2 separate regions of the Mus musculus genome follow, and region 1 is linked to region 2. Evidence: chromatin contacts called from public promoter capture Hi-C data. All regions are on one chromosome and are shown on one strand. Each heading gives the region's core, a stretch centred on a gene start, on an enhancer-like site or on the middle of the called end of the contact. The rest is flanking DNA. Distances are from core to core; before and after follow the strand shown.

Region 1 (5,037 bases), core at 1,284-3,783, 610 kb after region 2:
TTGTAAGCAAAGGCAGGAACTTAAGCCTTACACAAGTTTTAAATTGGTGAGAAGTGAGACTCCCCGCTAACTGCCGTCCAGTTCCTGCCACAGAGACAGAAGTCATTGTGAGGGAATGCACAGTGCCTCAGAGGCTGTCTGTATTGGCTTTCCAACAGTCCAAGCCACAAAGAAATCAAAGTGTGATTGGGTCCACTTAAAGCCAACACAACTCAAACACCAAGTCAATACAGAAAGCAAAACTTTATTGTAATTAAGACACTCGAGATCAATCGAGGACACAGAAGAGACTCCAAAGCTGAACTGTGACCCCAAGCCAGAATGTTCCAGAGTTCTTATGCCTGAAAACCACAAATATCTGTGCCAAGTTACAGTTACATTTTTCAGGGATAGGTAGCTTTCCAGGGGATGTTTTCTTCTGCGGTACATGGCATCCATAATCAGGAAGTAGAGAGTGGAGAATCAGGCTGCTACTCTGCTCTAAATTTCTCTTCCTGGGGAATGGTGCCACCCAAAGTGGGCAGATCTTCCCATTCTCAATGGTTGGTTTACTCAATTGTCTTGGAGCAACTTACACAACATTCATGTCTGAACTTGCCAACCAGGATGAAAGTCATCCAGGGAGGTCTTGAGAACTGAAACTTCATTTGTTCCTCTATTCAAAATGGAAGTTTGAGTAAAAATGCCTTCAGTTTGGTTCCTTCTTACAATGGGAGAAGAAAATGGAAAGGGGCAGAGGAAGTTACTCTGCAGAGAGGTGTAACTTTAATTTTTTTTCAAATCCTATTCTTATGAAGGTTCTTAAACACTTTAATCTCCCTTGTAGCTCACCACCCACCAGAGGTAGTAGGAAAGGAAGTTTGGGGTGGGGGGGGGGGGGAAGTGGACCTGTTTAGAATGATTCTTTAGAGCAACTCCTGTCTGTGTTTTCTGGAAATCAGTAGTTCAGTTCACAGGTCAGCAGCTTGATCCACTCACAAACACCTCATGGATACACCAGCAGTCCAGTTCGGTAGAGTCAGGTCCGCAATAGCAGTGACATGGCCTAGCAGAGACAGCCAGGCCTCAGCCTAGGCTTGAGTCAGCAGGAGGGACCAGAAGGAACACCAGGAGAAGTGCTTGGCTGTGCCTCTCTCAGGGAAGCTAAGATCAGCGAAGCCATGAGACCTGTAAGCACTGCACAGCTAGTTGTACCAACAAGCCAAGCTCCGTCTCCATCACTCCATCAAGTTCTATGTATACCCTCCAGACATCACGTGTCCTCCATGTGCTTTGCCTCAACACAGATCTTGCCTCAGCGTGTGCTTCCAATCAGCCCCAGTCCATGGAGCCCCAACAAATGGAGTTCAACTACACAGTCTATGGAAGACCAAGACATGGGTGTTGTCAGGAAAGAATCCTTCATCACACGTCCTTTCACATGCTTGCATAAGCAGAACATCTTCTCTCCTTGTGTCTGCTTCAGTGAAACATTCCTTCATGAGTCTGCCTTAGCCTTTCAGCCGTATCCACCTCAGGAAAACACTCCTTCACATCACGTTTGCCCCAGGAAAATACCATCCAGTACAACTGACTCTCCAAAAAAAACCCTTAAGTTTCCACTTCAGAGAGCATCGTGGGAAGTATAGAGATCACCAAAAAAAAAAAAAAAAAAAAAAAAAAAAAAAAAAGGCTGCCTTACCATAATCCAATCCCATGATGCTCTGGGGTCTATGAGAGTTTGCTGTTAAACACAGCCACGTGACTTTATTTCTATTCAGGAATCAGAAGAGTCCTGAGGAAGAGACCCACTGAGCCCACCGAATACCCTCTCTCAAAGGCAGAATGAGTACGAGAAGGGCTGACTGGCTGCTCTCTCTCCTTCAGCCCTTGCCACTCAGGAACTCACATTCCATCTTCTCCTTGGAAGAAACTGAGCAGAACCACACACACACACACACACACACACACACAAGTCTGGATGGAACTCACAGGGCTTCGAAACTGAGGAATCTAAACAGAAGAACTATTCTAGACTTTGCATAGTGTTTGAAAGTTCTTTAGGTGGTGGTTATAAATAGCTACTGACCTGCTAAACTGACATCAATGCTTCGGTGCTTTGAAAGAGTGAAGAAGGGAGAGGCTATTTTAAGCGGCAGAAACTTTCATGACCACCTATCTCTTCTGTGCCTGTGATGATGCAACTTTGATCGTCTGCCTCTGTCAGCCTGGTTTGAGCCATCAGAAGCCCACTACTAAACACCCTGTTCCTATTACTTCTTCATTTGATATTTTAATTGAACGAGCACCGTCATTTCCCGGCCAACAGTCCCCATCTGCCGCTTCTCCATTTTTTTTCTTTTCCATGGGAGCGCCTGAGGCAACACCCCTTCCTGGAACCAGATCTGCTCTCCCTGGCTTCCTCTGAAAATCTACTCTGTTTCCTGAAGCTAAAGCCATCCGCCTGCTGGAAGCAAATCTGTCCTAGCGGTGTCCCTCTGGAGGCCACCATCTGGGTTCTGAGCTACCCTGATGGAGGGGGAGTTGGCAGTGCAGCGAGTCTGCCTCTGTGGGCTCCAAGCCAGCCTTTGCACACCGTGGCCTTTGGAAGGGGCCCCTTCGAGTTGAACAACTGCCAGTGCAGCATCCAGTCAAATAATGGCTTGGTTAAACAAATGGGCCCCATCTTGCAGATGGTAGAAGAAACCAGGACACCGTGAGGCAAACAGGGAGAGAACTAGAAAGATGGCTCAGAGGTTAGGAACACTTCCTGCTCTTGGGAAGGGACCATGGTTCAGCTCTCAACACCTACATCGTGTTCATACATGCAAGTAGGCAAAACAGTTATACACACCAAATTCAAGTAAATAGATTTTTTTAAAAAACAACTCAACTCTGTTTTTTGTTTTGTTTTGTTTTGTTTTGTTTTGAAGACAGGGTTTCTCTGTATAGCCTTGGCTGTCCTGGAACTCACTCTGTAGACCAGGCTGGCCTCGAACTCAGAAATCTGCCTGCCTCTGCCTCCCAAGTGTTGGGATTAAAGGCGTGCACCACCACTGCCGGGCAACAACTCAACTCTTGTAGGTTCCAAAAACAGAAGGATAGTTATGGCCTGAGTCATAGCCTTTCCCCAGATGTATAGGTTATGAATTCAGAATAGATACAGAGCAAACACGTTCGTACTCTGTGCCAGAGTCGACAGAGACAGAGATGGTACATCCCAGACCAGCCTCATCTTAAACTATTCTCTCTGTGTAACTTATTTCCATCCTGCTGCACAAAATGTCTGCCCAAGGTAATTTAAGGAAGGAAGGGCTTATTCGGACTCACTGTTCAGAGCCCGCCATGGTGGGGAGAGCATGATAGCAATGGCTTCCAGACAGCTGGTTACATGTATTTATGTACATGTGAGTGTGTATGTGTGCATGAATATATGTGTGGTATGTGTGTGAAAGAGAGTGTATGCATTGTGTGTAGTGTGTATGTATGGTGTGTGTGTGTGTGTGTGTGTGTGTGTGTGTGTGTATGTGTGTGTGAGAGAGAGAGAGAGAGAGAGAGAATATGTGTGGTGTATGTTTGTGTGTGGTGTGTATATGAGAGAATGTATGTGTTATATGTGTAGAGTGTATGTGTGCATGGGAGTATTTGTGTGGTATGTGTGTATTTGCATGTATGTGGGTATAAATGTGGTATGGTGTGTGTGTCTGTGTGTGTGGTGGGTATTTGCATACAAAGCTATACACATTCCACGGTGCATTTGTGAAGACCAGAGGACAACTCTTTATGTGTCAGTTCTTTCCTCCTATCTTACTTTGAGGCAGAGTCTCTCTTGACTCTGTCCCTATGGTACGTTCATGAGCTTCTAGCCAGTCCTTCTATCTCTTCTCCCATCTTGGCTGGGGTGACATATGCAAGCCACCAAGCTGAGTTCTAAGAATGGAAGTCTGGTCTTCAGTGTTTTTTGCTTGCTAAGCCATCTTTCCCAGCCCTCATGGTGCTAAATTAAAAGTTCCTAGACACACCAAGATGAGCAAAAAGAAGCGAGTCCAAAGTAGTTCATGGTGTTTTCTTTTACCCAAAATACCGCCATTTTGTTCTATCCTGTGAACGGGAGGCCTAGGAGAGCAGCGGATGCCTGACTGGCACCATTTATTACAGCAGGCATTGACAGATGTGTTCTTCTGCACAAAGCCAACTGGTAGACACCAGCTCTGCTCCAGGAATCATGCTCATCAGAGACACTCCAACATAACAGACAGGACCCCCCTCCATCCCTGGGCAAGGAATAAGACATATTTAAAACTCAGAACTTAATGTCACTCCTCTTTCAGGAGGAATGATGTTGGAAAAAACCCAAATATTAGTCAACTGATGGGTATACAGGTCAGATGGAATATTAGTCAGCTCTCAAAAAGAATAAAGTACTTATTTGTGATCAGTATGAATAGACTATGCTAAAAGAAATAATCCAGCAATGAAAGGCTATACATTTCCTCCGTTCTGTTCTCATAAAATGTCAAGAAGTGTCAAGCCCTGATACAGAAAGCAAATTTATGGAGTGTGAAGTAGGTGTAGTTGAGAATAAGTATGTGGTCTCTTTGGTTGACAAAATGTCCTAGACATAGATTTTCATGTTGGTCACACAACTCTGTGACTACGGAGTTGAAAAATTGAAGGACTGTGGTCTCCGAGAGACGATAGACCCTGTCCTCTCCAAGCTGCTTCTGATCAGGGTGTTTATCTCAGCAACAGAACGCTAGCTAAGACAGTCACCATGCCCACAGAAGCCATCTCTTGCCCTCAGAAGGTCCTGGGGGATGCACACAAGGGGTATCACCCACACTTGAGAAGACAGGAGGAAGAGGAAGTCTAGACAGACCTTAGAAATGGACTCAGAGCTGTCTGTGCCATCTAGCAAGGGCAAGCGGTTGAGTAGCTAGCTAACGGGCCACACTGCTCATTGCAAGTCAGAATTAGAAGACCTTCTGGGTTTTCATTCACACTGGGTCCAAAAGAAACCCCCTTTCTAATCCACTCTGCCTGTTGGAGACAAAGCGT
Region 2 (5,199 bases), core at 2,072-4,571:
AAGCAGAGGCCAGAGGGTTGGGGGTGGGGTGTCTAAGCAGGTCACAGTTTCAGCAAGAGTCAGCCAATGAACCTCCAGGCAGGTCTGTCTTTAAGTATTAGGTATTGGCAAAGAAGATGCAGGTGGTTGGTTGTGCTGGGTGTGTTAGCCTTCCCTAGGACTCAGTTTCACTATCTGTAAAATGAGCAGGGGTGGTGTTACAATCCTACCCACACTCCTTAAAAAGCCATTGTGAGTAACCAGTAAGCCAGCCTAGTTGGACATTGTGCAAAGGTCTGGCCTGAACTGCTTGCAGAACGACAGGTTCTTAACTATGGTGTAGCTGTTCCTGGCTCTGTTCCCTGGCTTTCCCTTGCTTTTGCAGGGAGTCCCGGACCTTAGTTCTCAAATTCCTTTCATGAGAGAAAGCTTTGGCACCCAGTCTCAGTGGGGCTCAGAGTCTGCAGAGTTGGGGCCACAGTTAGGGGTGAGTGTGCAGGGTTTATCTTTTGTGTCAGTTTCCAGGGTTTCCCATCTCACAGACAGAGACATCGGGCTCCGAGCATGCCCCGAACCTTGGGATCACTAAGGCCCATCTGTGGCTGAGACCTCAGCCTGTGGCTGCCAGACTCCACCTGTTAAGGAGCAGCTTCAAATGAGGATGGAGAAGAGACTACAGGGTGTGGGTGATTTGGAAGCCTCTGGATTATAATTAATTTAATCATAATTAAATCAGAACAAGGTGGGGTGATGATGAGCTCAGTCAGCAGGATGTGCCATTAACTCCATTTTATAGGCACTCTGGATATATGGTCTGCATTTACTACATCTTCCCAGTAGCCTTGCTTGACAGGAATGGTCACAATCCCCATTGCGCAGATGAGAACACTGAGGCTCAGAGTGATGAAAAGACTTCTGAGTCTGCAACCATACTGCTATCTCACAGAAGAGATGGGATTTGAACCCAGGTCTCTTTCAAAGAGTGTCTATCATTTATTATTACTAGAACATTCCCTTGTGCCCATACTATGACCACCAAGAACAAACTAACTGTTAGTACCCTGGGCACCATCTGTGCATTTACCATGTAGATAAAGATACCTTGGGGGCTACCACCATCCTTCCTGAGGTCCCATGGGGACCCCAGGAGGCCCAGAAAAAGAGTAAGGTCGCTGAAGAAATAATTAGCCTTCCTGTTGGTTAGCTAGTGGCAGAACCAGTGTTGGCTCGCCAGCCAGCCAGCCAGCCAGTGCTGGGAGCCCACACCCACATCAGCACGCCCCCTGAGCTAAGTGCCTGCTTGCCCCACCACACCCACACTCAGAGCGTTTGATGTTTACAATTCTACTCCAAGCGGCTTTAGAACACAGCCTCGCTCACTGCAGGGGCTTGTCCCTGACCAGCCAGTGCTTACAGCGGGGCTGTTATTGATTTTTCTGGCTGACAAGCCTCTGCCAAGAACAAGCTCTTTTTAATGGCCTGTTAATTGGGAGGGAGGCAGAGGAAAGCTTTGCCTAGGCCCAGCTTACCAGGGGCCAAGCTTCCTGTCCCCTCGGTCTTTTTTCCCCTGTGTATGTGTTCTTTCTCCCAGAGTGCAATGGGGTAAGGAAAGCCCTGGGCCTAGTGCTGCTGGGACCAGGCCTAGGCTCTGCTCTGGCCTTTCTGCTGACTCACTGTATGTCCTGGAACTAGGCCTCCTCAGCTGCAAGAAGGGGAGTAGACAGCCATGGGGTGAAGGGCCAGAGGAAATATATATATACATATATATATATATATATATATATATATATATATATATATATATATATATGTATGTATATATATATATATATTACATATATATTACACACACATATATATTACATATAACACACACACACACACACACACACACACACACATATATATATATATATATATATATATATATATCCTTCCTGGGTTTGAACCCTTTGCTACCTTGAACAAATACAAATTATGCTAATCCTCTATGTTCCTCCGTTTCCTAAAGTACAAAAGGGAGATGTGGACACACAAACCCTGTCCTCTGGTTGTATGGTTGTACTAACACAAGTGCTATGTGATGCTGAAGTCGTGGTTCAGCATATCGCCTGGCAGACAGCTCTTCGCCGAGGATAGGAGCCATACTGCAGACATTACCATCCAACTTTAGTCTCCTTGTCTAGTGATCGCACGGCGAGTCAGTGTGCTAACCCCTCTCCCCATGTCTCCAGAAGTCCTAGGTGCATCCATTTATTCTTTATATTAAATTATCTATTTCAAAATGTCTAGCCTGGCTTCTGCCAGCTCTCGGGTGGGGCACAGGGTCCTGAGGACCCCAGCTACTACGTCATATCCAAACTCATTCTGTTGCCCACTGAGAAACACTTGTCTCTGAAGGTAACATTGTGGGTTGCATTCTTGAGCCCTGAGATCACCTGTGCCATGTGGTCTGTCACAGGTCCCTTCTACTGAAGTTCTTTCTGGGCTGAACCTGTGATGGCGCACATGCGAGCACACAACACACACACACACTCACTCATACACACACACTCACACACACAAGCAGGACCCTGCCCGCCCCGACTCACCTGAAACTTCCACGTATCCATCCTTGGTCTTTACCATCAGCTCTTCCGGCTTGAAGCTGTGCACGTTGACACACACTTTCCAAGGCTCCCCAGGGAAGGGTGGGGGACTCCTGCCCTCAGCGGGCACTCCAAACCTAGCTGTGGCTGGAGGCCCTCGGGGTACCATGCCAGACCTTAGGGTTCCAGGCCAGGCAGAGGAGAGCCGAGGCAAAGCCCACTCTGGCCAAGGGGCTGTCAAGTCGTCTGGAAAAGGGTCCATGCCAAAGCCATCGTCCAGAAGGCGGGAGGAGAGCGGTGAGTCCCGAAAGGGGTCTCGGCGCAGGCGGCTTGGGTAGGAGCACGGGAAAGGCAATTGCCCGTCAGCCATGATGTTGGTCGAACTTAGAGGGGGAAACAGAGGCTCAGAGAGACAGAGCCACCTACCCAAAGGTCACACAGCAAGGTGATGTGGCTTGAGATGGCTTTCAGAATTTAGTTCTCCACTTCAGAAAATGCTGATCTTCCTTCAGCCACGAGCCCAACCATCCGCTGGCTGCCCAGAATTGAGCTGGGGTCCTGGCTTACAAAGGTGACCCCCTCCCTAAGCGGGCCCAGCAGAATCCCAGAGGGCCTCTCTCTCTCGCTTGGCTATCAGTAAGCCACCGGCTGCCTTCCTCCCAGGCTGCCCCGGCTCCCAGCCAAAGCCTGCTGAGGTCTTGAGCACAGCCAGGAGTTTAATAAAGCTCGGGGACTCGCGAGCCTAGAAACTTCTCCTGGCTTCTGGGCTGGGAGCCTTCTATTTATTTGCTGCTGGGGGCTGGGGGCGGGTTTTGCAAGCGCCTCCTGTCACAGGAGTATTCAAAGGTGATGAACCAGTCCCTGAGAATCCGCTGAGAGAACAACTGGGCTCTGGGAGCGGGTGGGGAGCTGGGAGGGGCCGTGGCGTCCGGGTCCAGCCAGCCTCTCAGGCACTCTCTCCTCCTCCTCCTGCTCCGCTCCGCCCCCGCCCTCCCTCTGCCTCCAGCAGCGTCCACTCCATCCACCCGTGCCCCGCAGGGCACTAAAGCCAGACTATTAATAACCCTCCGCCTGGCTGAGGGCTCAGGTCACACTCTGGAAATACCATCTTCAGTGCATGTTCTGTCTTGCCTCCTACTCTAGGGACTCGCAGAAGAGAGACAGCCCCTCATTGGATCAAGAAGTACAAGGAATCCCCACTTACAGTATGGCCCAAGTCTTACAGCCTCAGACTTCTGAGAACGAAATTTTAAAAAACGGCAGTTTAAGTTATGAAAAGAGGGACGTTGTCAGTCAGAGTCTATTGGGATAGGTAGGTCTTGGGGTGAGAAAACAGATCGGGTTCAACTCCCAGCACAGCCTGAGCCACTGAGGATTTACAGCCTGGAGGCAGAATGGGGGCCAATGGATGGGAAATGACCAGGGGGGAATCCAGGGACCAGAGGGAATTCTGGATAAACTGATCTAACTGGAGTCCTCTATATCTACAGACTGGGGTGGCCAGCTCTCGCTTTGAAAACCACTGATCAAGCATGGGAAGAGGTGATCAGGGGGTGATGGAATTATAGGGATTGTGTCTAAACTGACTTGTTCTTGTTAAAACTGGGTGAAGAGAATGCACCCCTGGGCCTCCAAGGAGGAGTCTGCCTGCAGTTTGGTCAAGGGAAGAGTTTCTATCAGAGGCAATATAACTCCAAGGCATGTCTGAGCTGCCTGTTTTCCACCTGTGGAATGGGGCAGGAGAGGAACCTGCTCTGGGACGTGTCGTCAGGAATGCGTGACATCATAGACTTCGGAGAGGAGTCTGTGCTTTTAAGTTTTCAACTTTCAACTTATCGGTTGCATAATGTTTGCTCATAAGTGCTTCATAAACAGGTGGTGGAACCCTCCTCTTCCGCGCACTGAGAGCTACAAGCTCCAGGACTGTATGACTGTCCCATTCGGCAGGAGAGTTAATGGTCATAAGTCATCAGAAAACTTTTTTTTTTTTCATTGACTGCCTTATACATTCTGGAAAGAATTTCAGCACAGAGCTAGCTGCACCTCTAATCCTCCTCCTTCTGTAAAATCATTTGTCGCCATGGGTTCATAAATAAAAACATGACACAGTGGGGTGAAGCTTGAACATCTGCCTAGTCCCAAATGCTATCCATTTCAGCGAACCCCTGTACACAGAACAGCCGTGCCCTGGAACCCCCTTTATGAACCCTGTACATACATAGAACCACTCCACACACACACCAAATCTGTGATGGGATGCAAACTAGGAAAAAAAAATATGTTTCTAATATCTTTCATGACTTATGTGTCCTTTGCCTACATTCTATCCTTCCTCATTACCTAATATGTCCCTCTCGTTATTCTTTTAAATGTTACTATGTTGTCCTACTATGCTATTCCTCACAGAGGAAATCCTAATCTGTAGTGTGCACGCATGTGTGTGTGTGTATAAGTGGGTTTATGTAAGCAGATAAAGAGACTTTTTTATTTCCTTATTCTTTACTCTCAAATAACATCTCAGTAGTCTACCTAGACTGGCCTTGACCTCACTCTCAGCTTAGGCTGGCCTTGAACTTGTAAGTTTCCTGCTTCAGCCTCCTGTGCAGGCTGGACTACAGACCAGCACCATGCT

The links. Promoter capture Hi-C pulls out the DNA fragments that hold promoters and counts their contacts.
Region 1: a promoter capture Hi-C map of hippocampal neurons shows a contact between it and region 2, with 3 times the contacts expected there. The contact joins the enhancer-like site here to the promoter of Hspb8 in region 2. A contact is called at or near these places in 1 of 39 promoter capture datasets (hippocampal neurons) and 4 of 115 datasets of contacts at active chromatin or transcription factors (VIP interneurons, astrocytes, embryonic basal ganglia and 1 more).

What each region holds. Positions count from the first base shown.
Region 1 is chr5:117,029,863-117,034,899 of GRCm38.p6, forward strand. No RefSeq gene overlaps it. Among named protein-coding and RNA genes, the nearest start is that of Gm30028, 14 kb to the left of the region's middle. Within about 2 kb of position 2,534, at least 13 of the 459 cell types and tissues checked have an H3K27ac peak or open chromatin away from gene starts, as enhancers often do. A contact at or near this core is called in VIP interneurons and hippocampal neurons, where this site is marked.
Region 2 is chr5:116,419,543-116,424,741 of GRCm38.p6, forward strand. It overlaps Hspb8 (heat shock protein 8), which reads right to left and starts at 3,322. Exons shown (of 3, transcript NM_030704.3): 1 at 2,571-3,322. The coding sequence starts at 2,937. Gm42009 (a long non-coding RNA gene) reads left to right here and starts at 3,451. Exons shown (of 2, transcript XR_878709.3): 1 at 3,451-3,879.